Linked DNA regions of Anas platyrhynchos: region 1 is linked to region 2. A link is a contact called in public Hi-C data. All regions are on one chromosome and are shown on one strand. The core of a region is the stretch at or near the end of the contact, and the rest is flanking DNA. Distances in the headings are between cores, read along the strand shown. Region 1 holds the start of MIB2 (MIB E3 ubiquitin protein ligase 2). Region 2 holds the start of MRPL20 (mitochondrial ribosomal protein L20).

Region 1 (7,649 bases), core at 1,609-4,108, 170 kb after region 2:
GAGTCTTTATGTCCTTTGTCAACAGAAACCAACAGTACTGTTTCCAGTTATTCATGGTATTGTGCTGTATTTTTGAGCAAAACAGTCCAGCACACCCAGCACTAACATTTTTGGTGTGAACCACAGGTAAGTATCTCCTCTCCTTAACCAATGAAATTACTTTTACCTTCCCTAGACATTATTTTTAAACAAATGAATGCAGACAAGTTCCACAGAGCGCTGGAAACCTTTCCAAGCAGCTTTTAAAATACCTGATGCAAAACACTAAATACAATCATCACCGTCTTAGTCTTATTTGCCTGAATGATTTCTTTAATGATCATGGGCCAATAATACAACATTGCTTTCAATTACACCAGTACAAAACTGAAAAATCTCCACCAAATTCAGGAGTTACCAGATTTACACCCACGCAGGTCACACAAAGCTGGACTCACACTTTGCCTGTTATTTATCGGTTACCTTATTTGCCTTTATGTTTATTGGATACAGATGGTGTCCCAGGACAGACACAGTCCTTTTAACATATACATCTATTAGCTTTGCAAAGACTCCTGGCTTATTTTAAATCCCCTGTTGTTTAGACTGGCTCCTGAAAGGCCAAGGCTCAAGACATCAGGAAACAATTTGGATGTTAGAATCTCAAGGATTTAAACCCTAAGGCCTGTATTAACCTGGAGTCATACTTCTTCCAGTATGAAATGTGGGTTAAAAAATCAGGATAGCTCTTTTTCAGTGCTAAAAGTTGTTGGCAAGGAATAAAGAGGAATTCCCTTAGGGTGTGGATTCTATTAGGCTATGCTTTCATTTGCTTCAGAGGAGAGACCTAGATGTGGAATTTAACTTACTCAGAGTCAATTCCCAAAGCTTGGTGTTGGATGTAGGTCACTTTCTGGCTTGTTTTGAGATTCAGCTGAGTTTGAAATATTGCAATTTTCAGCAAAGAGCAGAAGGCACAGATATCTTTTCTGTTCTCTACAGGTCATTGCCTCTGAAGGCAGTGCCACAAGGTGTAATCATAACCTCAGCACACATTTGCAACGTGTGAGCCAGGGAAAGTTGCCATTTCCAGGCTTTTAAGGAGAGAATTCCCCAAACCAGGCTTTCCACATGCAAATTCCTGTATTGGGCATTCAAAATAGGCACTGCAGGACATAGATTCTGGACAAAGCATCTTATATATGACTTGAAGACACTTTTCCCTTCAACAGACTTTTTTTTTCTAAGTCCTGTTCAATCACCTTCAAAGAACATCTGCAGATTGCTGCTGCTGATACTACCATCATGGAGGCATTTACCCACATGGCCCAAGGTTCACAGGTGCATATTAGTAAGCTGCAAAATGTTAAGAGGAGCTCTTTTGTAAGAAAGGCTTATTAATAGAGCTAAATCCACAGAGATCTGCTGACCCTGAAGTGGCCTTCCATGTCTGTTAGATAAAGTGCCTAGAGCCGAAGCCTGCAGCCTGTGACTATTTCTGTGTAACAGCGGCATCCAGTGGGCACAAAGAGATTCCCAGCAAAATATTTGAGAAATAAGGGTAAGACCATGTAACAGCAGAGGTTTCTCTCCCATATCCAGAGCTATGTTTCCCCCTCTCTCTCCCTCCTTAGCATTACTATCTATTGCATGTTGTAGCAGAGATGCTAGTGACATTGATGTGGCTAGAGCCAGACCTATGGAAACAATTCTACCACAACCAAAGTCACATCGAAAAAAAAAATTAAAAAGGGTTAGAACATTATCACCCAAGTGAAATACTCACTTTGCTATTTTATAAAGAGTCCAACTAAAGCCTCTCACTCAGTCTGTCAGATTTCATTCACTCCCTTTCACATTTACATTTTCACGATTACCCAAACATATGTGATGAAGTGGTCTGGCCAACACCACTTTTACACAACAAGGAGGTCAAGAGACCTGGCTGCTCAGTCCTACGTTTTGGCTTTCATCAAATGGCAGTGAAAAGCTTGGTTTGGGACAGGTCTTTGTTATGGTAGCAGCTAGAATACTGTGACTGTGTGTCAGAATTTTACCCTCTTCAGTCTTCATAGGCTCCAGCCAATGCTGCTCCCCATTGTTTTTGTTCCCACCTTATGGATTTTAGGGACAGTTTGGCAACCCAAGTCAGACGTGTCTGGCCTCAGCAGTGGAAGAGGAGACAGACCAGGCTCTGCTGCATGGACAATGGCTCCACAGGAGAATGTTATCGGTGTTGGTGGAGAAAAGCAATGCAAATTCATGCCTCTCTGAGCAGGAAATCATTATCAACACGGTAATAATACCTTGTGCTTTTAGACTTACCCATTTTGACTACGAGTGTCGGCAAGGCCCCAGCTGGGCTGCCTTTCTTTGACATTCCTGGTGGCAAGCCGAGCCTCTCCGAGCCCTCCTGCTCACCCAAGTGATACAGCACCTTGCTGGGCCCAATGCTGAACCCCCAAATCTCCCTGACAGCAGACCAACTTACCCTCAAATGTAACACTCAAACGTTTAACAAACACACCCCAGACCTTATAACCGCATTTTTATTTTATTTTTTCCAGTCAGAACAGCCCACGGACTTCCACGGCCGTTTTGCTGGGGCAGAGACGACCCCCAGCGTTTATTCTCGACACGACGAAGGGATCTGAGGCTCAGAACTCAACAGGGACAGGGGCTCGGTGAGGAGACCATGAGGTGAGGAGACCGTGAGGTGAGGTGAGAGGACCCTGAGGTACGGGGGGCGCACCGCGGGCGCTGCCCCCATCACCACAGGAGCCCCCATGGCGCTCACCCCCGTGCTGGCGCTGCCTCACGGGACTTGTAGTCAGCGCTCCCCCGAACAAGGAGAGGCACCGGGGCGAGGAGCTAGGAACTACACCTCCCGGCATGAACCGAGAAGCGAGAGGCCTGGGCGGGAGGGGAGGCGGGGACGGGCGGCGCCGCTGCTGCAGCACCCGCGGGGCCGGCGGGGCCGCGGCCCGGCTTCTCGGCCACTTCCCCGGGGGTGAGGGGCTGCGGGGGGCTCGGGTGCCTCAGCGAGGCAACCCCCGGGGCTTGGCGGCTCTCGGGGACCGGGGAAGGGGTGGGAGAGACGGGGAGGGAGCCCTGAGGGCGCCGGGGGAGGCTTCTGCTGGGGGGCGACTCCCGGCCCGCGGCCGGTGCTCGGCTCCTGTTTCACAGGGGGGATCCTGAGGGAGCCGCAGCTTCGTGTCTTCTGCTCTCCCCTCAGGCCGTAGAGCTGGCAGCTTGCAGGCTCCTGCCCCCAGGATGAAAGAGGGAAGGAGACAAACACGGCTCTGGCGAAAGGACAGCGGCTTGCCGAAGGGCTGCGTGAATTGTGCTCGCTCCGCTCTCTGCCAGGTATGTGCCTGTTCTGCTTTTTATTTCCACCCTCTCAAGGGATGGGTTTACTCTAAGCAGCTGCTTCTCCTCCTTGCCATGTTTACCAAGGGTTGAGCCCGCAGTGGGATCTTGCTCCTGCTTTATTTTTTGCTTCTTTTCTTCTGGGTGGCCAGCAGCAGCTGCAGCAGAGGGTGTAAATACCTCAGCGGGTGTAAATACATCAGCGGGTGTAAACACAGGTGTGTGCCTGTTCTGGAGGTGTGTTCCTGTCCTGAAGCAGGAACTGCTGCTAAGCCCTCACCTGCTGAGGTGAGAGCTGACAGAAACGCTGGGATGGATTCCTGTCATATCACCGGAGCATAGGCCTTATGCTGAATTATTACTCAGAACTGAAACACGTGTGGCTTTTTTTTCCCCCCTCTGATTATTTGCTTTTTCCTCTGATTTATTTGATTTGATTTATCTCCTTGAACTGAGAAAGCAAGAAAAACAAGGGCAAAACTTCTCTGTAGAGAAGGCCGTTCAGCTGCATTGGAAGCTCTGTGTGTGTTTGGGCCGATTTCCCTGCAGATGCTCAACTCTGGAATTTAATTACTTGAGTGAGAAGTAAATGAGGGACTCGTTTACTGTAAATAACCCCCATTTTCGTGTTTGGAGTGATGCCACATGTCATATGGGTAGTGGAAAGCAGAAAGAAACTTCAGTAGCCTTGGCAGAGCTAGCAAAGCCTATTCTGAGCTTTCTTTTCTGCTCTGGCTTATGGGTGCCTGGTTTTGTACCTGGAACAGCTAATGTCTGGTGGGCAGGTGGTGGTTCCCTTCAAGAAGTGCCTCCTGAAGGCAGACAACTACCAGAGCAGCAGGTCGAGCGTCAGGTGACTCGCATCTTAGAGGTCTTCCCCAAACTAAATAATTCCAGGATTCTATGATTTCTGTGGTGACAAGGTGTAATGAGTTCATGTAGGACTGGTAAACGTGCCTGCAGTGCATGTAACAGAGTTCTCTGGTCATTTAAGCATCACTACTGGTTCTGTTTCGTGAGTGATTTTTCTCATGTTAAGCTTCAACAAAGTGAATGTGTTTCCCATCCCTTTCCACAGCACACCTCTGTTTCGCTGTTATGAGAATAATTTCAATAAGTGTATGTTATTGGTGTTGGCTCAATTCTCTGCTCATTGTGATGTTGCTGGGTAGTTTCCTGTGTTTTGGTGTCAGTCTGGAATGCACGTTTGAAACCGTGTGACTGTGGAAGTCCTGTGCCTGGTCAGCATATAAAGAACCTTACAGTTTTCCAGCCTTGGTCTTGAGTGGCCACTAAGGCACTGCTAGGATTGTTTGGAAGAATTGGGATTCTGTGCACAGCATATTTCTGCTAAAACTTTTATGGAAGTCTCAGAAGTTGCAAAAACTGTAGAAGTGCCACAAATGTGGTTGCAAATGTCTCCTTTCCGTTTATTTGGGACCACTGTGGGCTATTCCAAGCTGTGGTACTCTCCCAAACAAGCTCACCTCTTGCCTTGCCTTCGTGTGGTGTTATTATTGGTTGCTCACGGACAAGTTGCCAGTGGCTTGGCTGAAGGTGAAGACTTTCTCCAACCTGATAGCTGGTCTCTTCTAGGTCACGTTGCCCCTGCCTGCCTGTTCCTGTTAAATCTGTTTGTTTTGCTCATCGTCTCTGAAACAGAACCGCTCCCGGGCCCGGCAGGATTCAGGGTCACTCTGAATGTGACTGTGCCACTTGCAGCAGTACCGATCATGCGCTTTTATTCTGAGCTTCTGTATTTCAGGGACTCAGGAGTAGAATGCAGGGCTTGGTGAGCAGGCTGTTTGAATCCTGGTTGTTTTGTAAGGATTCTGATTCACGGCTTATCAGGGGCATTTACAGAGGGGCCTGAGTATTGTGATATAACTTGCAGCATGTTCTCACTAGAAACTCTCACTGGGGAGCCCCATAAACCCTCTGATATGTTGGTGTTGCTTTCCTCTTATTTGCTCCTTCCATTGTTTCAAGTGTGATTAGGTCAAATCGTGTTGCTGGCTCCTCTCTGATTCCCAAAGTACCTGATGATCGCATTCCTCAAGCATTCGTGTTATTGGAACAGCTGTTAGCAAGAACGCCTTTTCTTGTTCTGTTTTTCTTTTATTTTTATTTCCCCATCAAGATTTTTGGTGGGATGCTCCTTTCCTTGACAGAGATGTCTTTCTAAGGCAACGCTATCCTACCTGAGCTGGGAAACGTCATCTTCCCCTTCCTGGTTCTCCTGTGTGGTTTTCTTTGGAAGCAGCAGGCCTTAATCCAATAACGATCGGGCTTTGCATGCATGCAAACACTGAACTGTTCTCTCCAGAGGTACCGAGCTGATGATATCGGTAGGTCATTTGGGAGTTCTTTGCTGTCAAAATACAAGCCTCTTAAGCCAGTTCGTTTTGTGTGCAGGTGGTTGAATTTAAAAGCCTGTGCCTTTCTTACAGGCTGCTGTAAGTTATCTCCTTTGTCGTGGAGCTGCGATGCAACTCCTGTTGGGGTTGGTACCTGGGAGATGTGCATCTGTGCAAAAGCAGGCAAAGAGACTTTAGATCAGAATGAACGCTTCAGTTGTCTGAATAGCAAAAAAGAAAAAAGAATCTGCATAGAATAATTATAAACTGATAAAATTTTATCTCTGTGTGGTAGGTATCATCAGATATTTTTCTATCTTTAAGCAAAGACGGAGAAAATGGAGTCTGTTGTCTATTTCTGCTCCCTTTGTCATGAGAGCTGTAGTTTTGTTTGGAATTTCCCAGGAAACTTGGAGCAAGGATATATGAGTTTCTTGCTGGCTCTGCCACCAATTCCATATGTAACCATGGCTCCATTTTCCATCTGTGAAGTGTTCTTGCATGCTTTAAAGCTATCCAAAGCTGAACGATAACATCATACTTCTAAAATGTAGACTTGTAAGTGAATTGGTGCGTGTGCTGACCCTCAAACCTTTAAGTCCAAGGAAGGAAAGTAACAGCTTGCTACTCAATTCATTCTGCTCCTATGCAGCTGATGTCTCTAGCCAAAGGCAGGTCAGGATAGATTAGACTTAAACCTTTTGATTTGCTTTCAGAGCACAGAAAGGGCGAGTTCTAGGCTGGAAACCAGCAGGAGAGCAGCGTTGGCCGTTCTAAAAGCCTGAAGGGGAATCTGAAAGTTGGTAGGATGAGCCATCAAGGCTCATCGGAGATTCAGAGGGTTATATCCTGCAGCTTGCTCTATGCCAGAGCCTGAGGCAGCATCTTTTCACTTTGAGAAGTTGGAGAAAGTTGGGTTCACAACTCAGATGGTCAGTAATCCTGTTGTGTCACCACCAAGGGCTCCCGAGTCCAAATACCTATGAACAACCTTGTCACAGAACCACAATAGTGTGTTTTCCAAAACACTGATCACTCTGCGCTGGGTCTCAACACCACCAGCTGTGGGCCAGTTACATATTGCTCAGAGCAATGTCAAAATAAGAATACAGTTGAAATCTGAAGGCAGGAGAGATTTCTGGATGTTGGAATGTGTTTCTGTGTGGTATTGCATTCTGAGGGGATTGAAAATAGGGCTGGAAGGGATTTTCAAGAGGCTGCCTCATCCTCCTTTTGCCAAAGGGCTCAATAAGCTCCACCTAAGCCATTCCTGATAGTGATGTTGAGCTTGTACTGTAACAGATTTTTCCCTGGATGAGTTGGATTTGGGTTTATGAAATCTGCTGTTGAGGAAAAAGTAGATGCTGCTCAGCCCCAGCTACTGAGCTTTTCAAGGCTTTAGGCAGCAATCTGCAAACTGTCAGGTCCAATTAAAGCAAATGGCTGGAGCTGATGTGTTTTTCTCCCTCCTGGAGAGAGCACAGTTCATCAAAAGCCAGAAGGAAATTTCATCAGGCTCATGAGCAATTATCTTAGGGGATGTAGTAAGAGAGAGACACCAGATTCCCAGTGTGAACTTTCCCTTATCGTCACCCTTAATTCTCCAGTGAGCAAATGAACAGCGATCCCACGGGTTTCAAGTTTTTGAAGTTTTTGTTGGATTTGGCTGCGGGTGATTTGTAAATAGGAATTTCAAACGCATCTGACTTGGCAAAAGGTATTCCACCTCTCTGTGGTGCGCCGCGACGTCTGTTGTGGGAAGCTTGTGACAGCTGTTTATTTTTGATTGACCTGTGGTGTTTCCTGAAGGCTGTGTTCTCATCTGTATGGGCTAAAGCAAATATTGACCCACTCGCAACTCCGTGGATTTCATCAGCCTGGTCCATTAGTCAGCACTGAGCTGATTCATTAAAAAAATTACTTAAACCCAAGAAATTTAACTTT
Region 2 (7,155 bases), core at 1,951-4,450:
TACCCTGCCGTACGAGTTCCTGTTTATAACACGCATCTGCAGGCTCCTGGCATCAATAGTGGTGTACGATACGAGAAAATATCCCCTCTGGTTCCTTCCCATCTCCGAGGGCAGCAAGGAAGCCTTCTTGTCTCCTCCTCTGGGCCAAGGCAGCTAGGGACTTGAATGTCTTTGGCTCATAGATAGCCAGATCAGCAAGCATTTTCCTGTTCAGCTCCACCTGGGACTAAATGCAAGGATTGTTGGTTAAGTACTCTAATTTTTAGGAACAATAATCCAATGCCTAGTTAAGGTTTGAAGGCAAATTAATATTTTTTTTCCTGTACTGTACAATTTTTGCATGACTAGGGAACTGTCAGACATGCCCATTAATTCACGGACATATTAAGCTACCACGTACCATTTGTTTACTGTGTTTCTCAAAGTGTTTGCCATACAAACAATCTCTTATATTCTAAGCAGGAGGTATTATATAAAAGTTTGTTTCTTTTTATTTCTTTTAACAGAGTACCTTACAAAAATATCTTGCTCTGAGACAAGAAACAAAGGTATAGGCATCTCAAAAGAAAAATCAGTTAGCTTTTAGGCAGTTTTTATTTATTATTATATTAAGTTTTACCTAATTCTCTTGTTTACAACATGAGAAGATTAAGCAAAAGATTGAGAGTATAAATACCAGAAACTATTACTTTACAGTAAGCATGTAAGAAAACCTATACGGTTATTTGAAACATAGGTTAAATGGTTTTGAAATATGCTATAAATGTATACATAGTTCCACTTGAAGAAGCAGAAACACTACCTGTTTGTTATGATCACGGCCAAGAAAAACAAGTTTTAATTTTACAATTACAGTATCAACAAATTAAGACCAATTCTCCAGCATGTTTAACAACAAAGGACTGTGACACCAAATGTCTGCATTGTCTATGTTCACTGAAACACAAAGCTAGTAAGCAAAAAAAGTAGATTTCTTAGGCTTGCTTTTGCAAATCCAAGTTCTGTACTTTTACACGTATTGAGTGAAGCAGAGGCAGCTCTCACTTAACACCTGCAGTAGCAGCAAATGTAAAAGCATTTTGCAAGCCTTGTTCTTAAGATGAGCAGTAAAAATTTTGGGGAGAAAGGTTGGTGAGAAGCAATATCCACCACAAGAAAAGGGGGTCACGCATTTAAGGAAGAGAAACAGGGTTAGGGCAGAATTTAGTTCCTGAATCGAGTAAAACTCCTTTCATAAGTAGGACAATGTTGGCAGAAGCTCAGTCTAACAGAAGCCTTTCACCATGCTCTATGCCAGCACTGCCTGCTCAGGTTCCAATCCTTAATGGTTCTAATTCACCATTATTCTTCATCCTAATGGTTCTAATTCACCATTATTCTTCAAAGAGCAGCAATCGGAGGCTGCGTGCTCAGTCCCTTGCAGATCTTCTCTTACATGGCAACCAGCAAGCCATTGATATACTTTGTCAGACTATGTCTGCTTCACATTTTCAGAGTTTAAACAAATGAATTTACCTGATGACACAGAAGACCACTATCAGACATTTTCTCCAACCTGTTGAAAAGTTGAATCAAAGCAATTATTCAAGCACCACCCTTACCTTAAGCAGATTGCCTATGAAAGCTGGGTATTTCAAACCATGTTCAAGAGAAGCTGCTTCAATCCTAGTGATCCAGAGCTGAAAGAGTAAAAATCCATATCTTAGATAATAAAATATTTAGAAGTAAACATTCTGTCATACTGATCTGCTCACACTTAGTAAATGCAACAGATTCAGACCTACAGTTTTCTCAGTGCTAGACACACCTCAATGTACTTCAGCATGTGATCATTTTCAGACCACAGGGAGACCTTAAATTCACAGCATTTTTTACCAGCTAGTAAAACATTTTCAGAGAGCCCCCCAGCAAGGAAAACAGACACATCAGCTCTGCTCTTTTCCCATTTTACTGTTGACATCTAACATCTTGCTCTTTACCGCTCTCAGCAGCCTCTTCTTCTCTTTTCTGGCCTTTGTAGACTTCACAAAAGCTCTCCGAACACTTCGTACAGCCAACTTATAGCAGCGGTTCTTCCTTCCACGAAAATGCTGAAGTAAAAACAAGATGTTCTTGTTCAGTTATCTTTGAAGCTGTTAAACTCTTCAGTAATGCTAATATATCCTCGTTTGCACTTCAAAACCCTTCATAACAAAGTTCACTAAATACTTCACAAACATCAGCTAAGCCTGCAGTCAGCACATAATGAAAATTTTCTTGTTTTACAGCATGGGAAACTCAAAGCTGAGAACTTGGAACAGGCTGAAACCTTTCAGTCCAGCAGGAGGGAGACAAACCAGGCCTCACTTTAGGCCATGATTCCAGAAGGAAGGCAGTCAGCAAAACCATCTTTCAGTGTTTTGTATCAACCCCAAAACTCCTCATTCCTGAGCTCAGTTTTGTCTGTACAACCACAGGGATGGGACGGGACCCTCTGATACGTTTAAAACACTGCAGCTGCCCAAACAGAAAGCGTTATGGAAGAGGTTTATTGGAGCTGCTACCATTAACACCACATGTTACCCATCATAACAGAAGGCAGACAGTGCTGTACACAGAGGTCACTGGTACTGCTGCTGTGGGCAGCCTGGCCACAGGACGGAGATACTCCCACTTAATTCAGCATTTTCCACCTCAATTCTGCAGCAAGACACACCTCCCAGCAGCATGCTGTCAGCCTGCCCTTGAAAAAGGCGCTGCCCCAGCCTAGGTTGCCACCTCTGCTCAGAACACGTCGCCAAGCAGCGTGCACGAGATGCACCCAGAATGCTGCGGGGGGGGGAAATCGCTGTTCCTTCACCCCATTAAAAACAAACAAAAAACCACAAAACCACCCCGCAGCTCCTGCCCTTCACCCCCACCGCTGCTCCGTCTCACGGCAGGGACCCCGAGCACGCTTTAAGGAAGCACAAAGGCGAAGGGGAACGGCTGAATTCCCATCACCCGACGCCCCCAAACCCAAGAGAGCCTCGGGGCAGCGGGGCACAGCCCGGCACTCACCCGGGCATACTTCAGCACCTCCTGCACCCTCCAGAAGCGATCGCTCAGGCGGCTGCGGAGCCAGCGAGGCGCGCTCAGCAGCACCATGTCCGCCGCCGGGGGCACGGCCCTGCCGCCCCGCTCCGCCTCCCGGGGCGGGCACAAAGCGGCCAAGGGGCGGCCCCCGCCATTACGCCAGCTCCCGGCTTCGCTAGGCCGCAGCAGGCCGCGCCGGGCCCGGCCTCGCTTCGTAATCCCTTTAAATGATCAAAACCAAAAGCCTTCCCTCGTGTTTATTTAGTTCTGCGTTTGTATTGTTAGGCTGTCTGTACCTGCCTGTAGCAATACGCCAAGTGTTTTTACGTGAGGGACTGAATGGATTATGATAGCTGCTAATGTTTCTGGTTTCTTAATGTTTCTTCTAATACCTTTAACATTAGAATCATAGAATCACTAAGGTTGGAAGAGCCCTACAAGATCATCTGGTCCAACCATCCCTTTACCACCACTATCACCCCACTAAACCATGTCCCCAAGCACCACATCCAACCTCTCCTTGAACACCCCCAGGGACAGTGACTCCACCACCTCCCTGGGCAACCCATCCCAACGCCTGACTGCTCTTTCTGAGAAGAAATGTCTCCTCATTTCCAGCCTAAACCTACCCTGGCACAACTTGAGGCCATTCCCTCTAGTCCTGTCAACAGTTGTCTGTGAGAAGAAGCTGATCCCCAGCTCTTCACAACCTCCTTTCATCAAACTCCTTTCAGAAATGCTGGCATTGTTCCATTTAACAGTAAAAATCTACAGGTTTGCTGCCTTCACCAGCAGTGCTAAAGCAATGTGAGAAGTCTTCATGCTGTTTTCAGTGACAGGAAGAATTCAGTACCGGGCAGTATGTCTTAACGTCTTCCTGTGCTTAAGAGATGTTGAGAAGTAAAATGAGAAGTTATGACCCGTGAAAAACCACAAGATGGGGCTGTTGTTATAGACAGTGGAAAAGTTATTCCTTAGCAGCAAGGGTCTCTACCATCAGAGAAGATAACTAATGAATTTGGTCATCATTAATCACACCACTTTCAGCATCTCAAAGTAACGATGCTCCTGTTAGAAACTGCTCCGTAACTTATGCCATCATCAAGACGTCTTTCCCATTTATGGGAAGGTGCTTGTTAGTGATGTGGAAATTTTACAGAATTAGAGGCTTAGGGAATCTTTTTTTTTATTAACAGTGGGGCTTGTTTGATTCAAAGTCAGCTTGGTTATTAGAAGAGTCATTAGAATATTTTATTTTTTTCCCCCAAAGGAAAATCAATATAAAGAACAAAAGATTCAGACCTCCCACAATTTAAAATGCGTTTTCATTATAGCAAAAATATTTTGGGAAGTTTCACTTGATTTAGTGAAGCTCTTTATAATTTATGACAGTTTTTAGACTAACAGCTTTTTGTTTGTTTGTTTTGTTTGTTTTTACCACATCACTGCGCCCTTGCTGACAGACAGTAAAAACCCTTCGTATTTATGAAGGAATAAAAAAAAAATGGCACAAGAAAAATTACTGTGGCAATGGGGTGTAGCTTGTTAGAGCAGTCATTTACTCAAGCTCCTCTGGTGCTCCTCTGCTGCTTGCTGGCAGTTTCTGTCTCATTCACCTGTTCTGCAGGGAGCTCCACATGGTCCCCAAATGCAAAGGAAATTCAGTCCACAGGTGATCCTCCTGCCTCTGCTAGGAAAGCAATTCCCAATAGGGAAAAACCTACAGAATGGCAAGCTGCACAGGGCTGCCAAACCTGCTCTTTGTGGGGCTGCAGTGCTCTGTGCTACCCCAGCACAAGTGATCTGGGGGTAGAAATTGAGTTGCCTGGCCCTGAGTTTGCTGTCTTTCAATGGCTTGAGCCTGAATTTGTATTTCCTATAATATTTGTTGTTGTTCTTGTTTTTCCCTTAGCGTGTTTCTTGACCTTTCTCCAGTTAGAGGGCATAACTCATTCTTGAAGAATATTATATATTTAAATCAGGGGCTGTTAGGCAGCCATTCACTATGCTGAGACTGTTCAGAAGCCTTGATGCCATTTGTCATATTTATTACATCCAATGCCATCTGTTTTCCTGCACAGATTCAGGGCTTTATTAACACTGTGGCTGGCCTGTGCCATAACTGAAAGCAGGATGTATGCCACAGTTATTTCCCTCTGGACGTCTGGGTAGATCTGTGCAGACATTTCACATTTTGCAGCTTGAGAGAAGGCTACTGCCTTGCGTTCCCCCCTAGGAGCCATTCAGCCTGAGTGAGCAGTGAGGCAATGGGTGGAACAAGATGAAAATGGGCTTTTCATACAATGTGAGTGTTTTAAAGGTCGTTTCTCACTGTATTTCTTTCATCCCTCTCACACACATGACTTCATTATTAAAAAGAGACAGGCTGGCTTGTAGTCTTTAAAAAATGTTGATGATTGATATTGACTCATGGGTCCAAAAAGACATAGAACAGACACAGGATCTGTTCTCAGTCTTGTCACTGGCCTGCTAGGTGACAGAGCAAGCAACTTCCCCTCTCCGTGCCTCAATCTGCACATCTTTAAAAGAAAGAGTCACAATACTGCCCCTTGGCTAATGTACTTGAAAATGCACCGAGCAAAACTTGAATATGCCCGCTAGGTATTATTCTGAGCCTGTGGCAGCACTCCTGCTCCAGATCGTTTGTCTCCCCAGACTTTAAATTATTCATTGCTACTGTGAGCCCTTTGAAGAATGCGAACATGAATTCTCTGTTTATGAAATGTCTTAGCTGTGCCCTACACCATATATGCTAAGCAGGTTTGCATCCTTTGTGCTTTGCCAATCTGATTTAGAAACGCTTTCCTAGCACAGCTGGGAAATCATTTCAGGCTCTTTGCTCAATGAGAAGTTTGTCTAGCAGTTACTTAGACGGTTTTCACAGTTTGTTCCCTTTCTCCCAGGAAAGTGGCTGTCCAAACAGAGGTGCTCCTGGGGTTTGCAGTTTTGTCAAAAAAATAAAATAAAATAAATTGATCTGTCAACTGAAGTGCTTTTTGTAATCAATTTTAAATGTTTGGATTAGTTAGTGCACTTTTAAAAAATATTTCAGTGTTTGACATTCAAAAATGAAAAAGTAGAAGAACATTTTCAGGCTTGGGAGACAGTTTTCCATTGCTTTTTTGACTTACATTTCAGAACCATGGTAAATTAATTTATAATCAGCTTACACAGGTTATTTTCAAAGAGACTTTTCGGTTTGACAACCAAGGAAAAACATTATTCCATGCAGCACGCCATGGTACCCAATCTGTTCTTTAGTACTCCAATAAGGTGGGTCAACCAAGCACAAGAATACTCTTCCAGTGGAAGCACATAGGATTCCTCATGGCAGTACTCCACCGAGAAACGCAGCTTGTGGCAGGGCTCCTCCGGCCCCTCCTGCTCAGCTGAGTGCCCCCGGTTTCTCTCGTCTCAGGTGAGGTAGCCCTGGTGGTCCAGGCTCCCCTTCATGGCTGGAGAGCAGCCAGTTTGGTGCCTGCTGCCCAAAGGGCAGGAATTGCTGCCTGCGTTTCCCCCTTATTTTCCCTACCCTGCTCCTTCAAATTCAGCTGAGTACAGTGCAGACAGTGCTGGCTTCAATCTAGGGCTACAAATTAATGTTTTCCCGTATTTCCCAGTATATTCCTCTAGAATGAAGCAGGCTGCAGGCTGATGGCAGTGCTGTCAGTCTGAGTCTATTTTTAACACATCCCCCCTCACCTGGCACATCAGCTTTTATTTTTCCTTCACTGTCAGAGAACTCAACAGAAGGAATAAATAATAACAAACAAAGCAGATGAAATAAGGTTGATGTCACCTTCAGCGCCAGGGATAGAGGAAATAAAATGCCTTGAGGAAAGTCTAGCTAAAGGACATGAATGGCTAGAGAAAGCCCTGAGAGCAGGGCTTCCAGAGAGAGCATCCTTTTGGGAATTAGTACTGGCTAAAAATCTTGTGTGCAAAAAAATTAAAAAAAATAATAAAAAATCCTCTTGTTTGTTCCCTGCCATATTTCAGGAAGAAATGACTCTTGTACCACTTCATAAATAGACAGAATTATGTTGGAGAAACTCTCTCTCTCTTTCATTTTTCCCTTTC

Evidence for each region. A called contact is a pair of places that touch in the nucleus more often than the background predicts.
Region 1: a contact with region 2 is called in a Hi-C map of subcutaneous adipose tissue, with 2.6 times the contacts expected there. The contact joins the promoter of MIB2 here to the promoter of MRPL20 in region 2. A contact is called at or near these places in 3 of 8 Hi-C or Micro-C datasets (skeletal muscle and subcutaneous adipose tissue).

The regions. Positions count from the first base shown.
Region 1 is chr22:3,918,891-3,926,539 of IASCAAS_PekinDuck_T2T, forward strand. It overlaps MIB2 (MIB E3 ubiquitin protein ligase 2), which reads left to right and starts at 2,859. Exons shown (of 19, transcript XM_027443308.3): 1 at 2,859-2,989; 2 at 3,215-3,345.
Region 2 is chr22:3,748,937-3,756,091 of IASCAAS_PekinDuck_T2T, forward strand. MRPL20 (mitochondrial ribosomal protein L20) reads right to left here and starts at 3,201. Exons shown (of 4, transcript XM_005008840.6): 1 at 3,040-3,201; 2 at 1,980-2,090; 3 at 1,602-1,679; 4 at 1-226. The coding sequence starts at 3,126. The coding sequence ends at 53.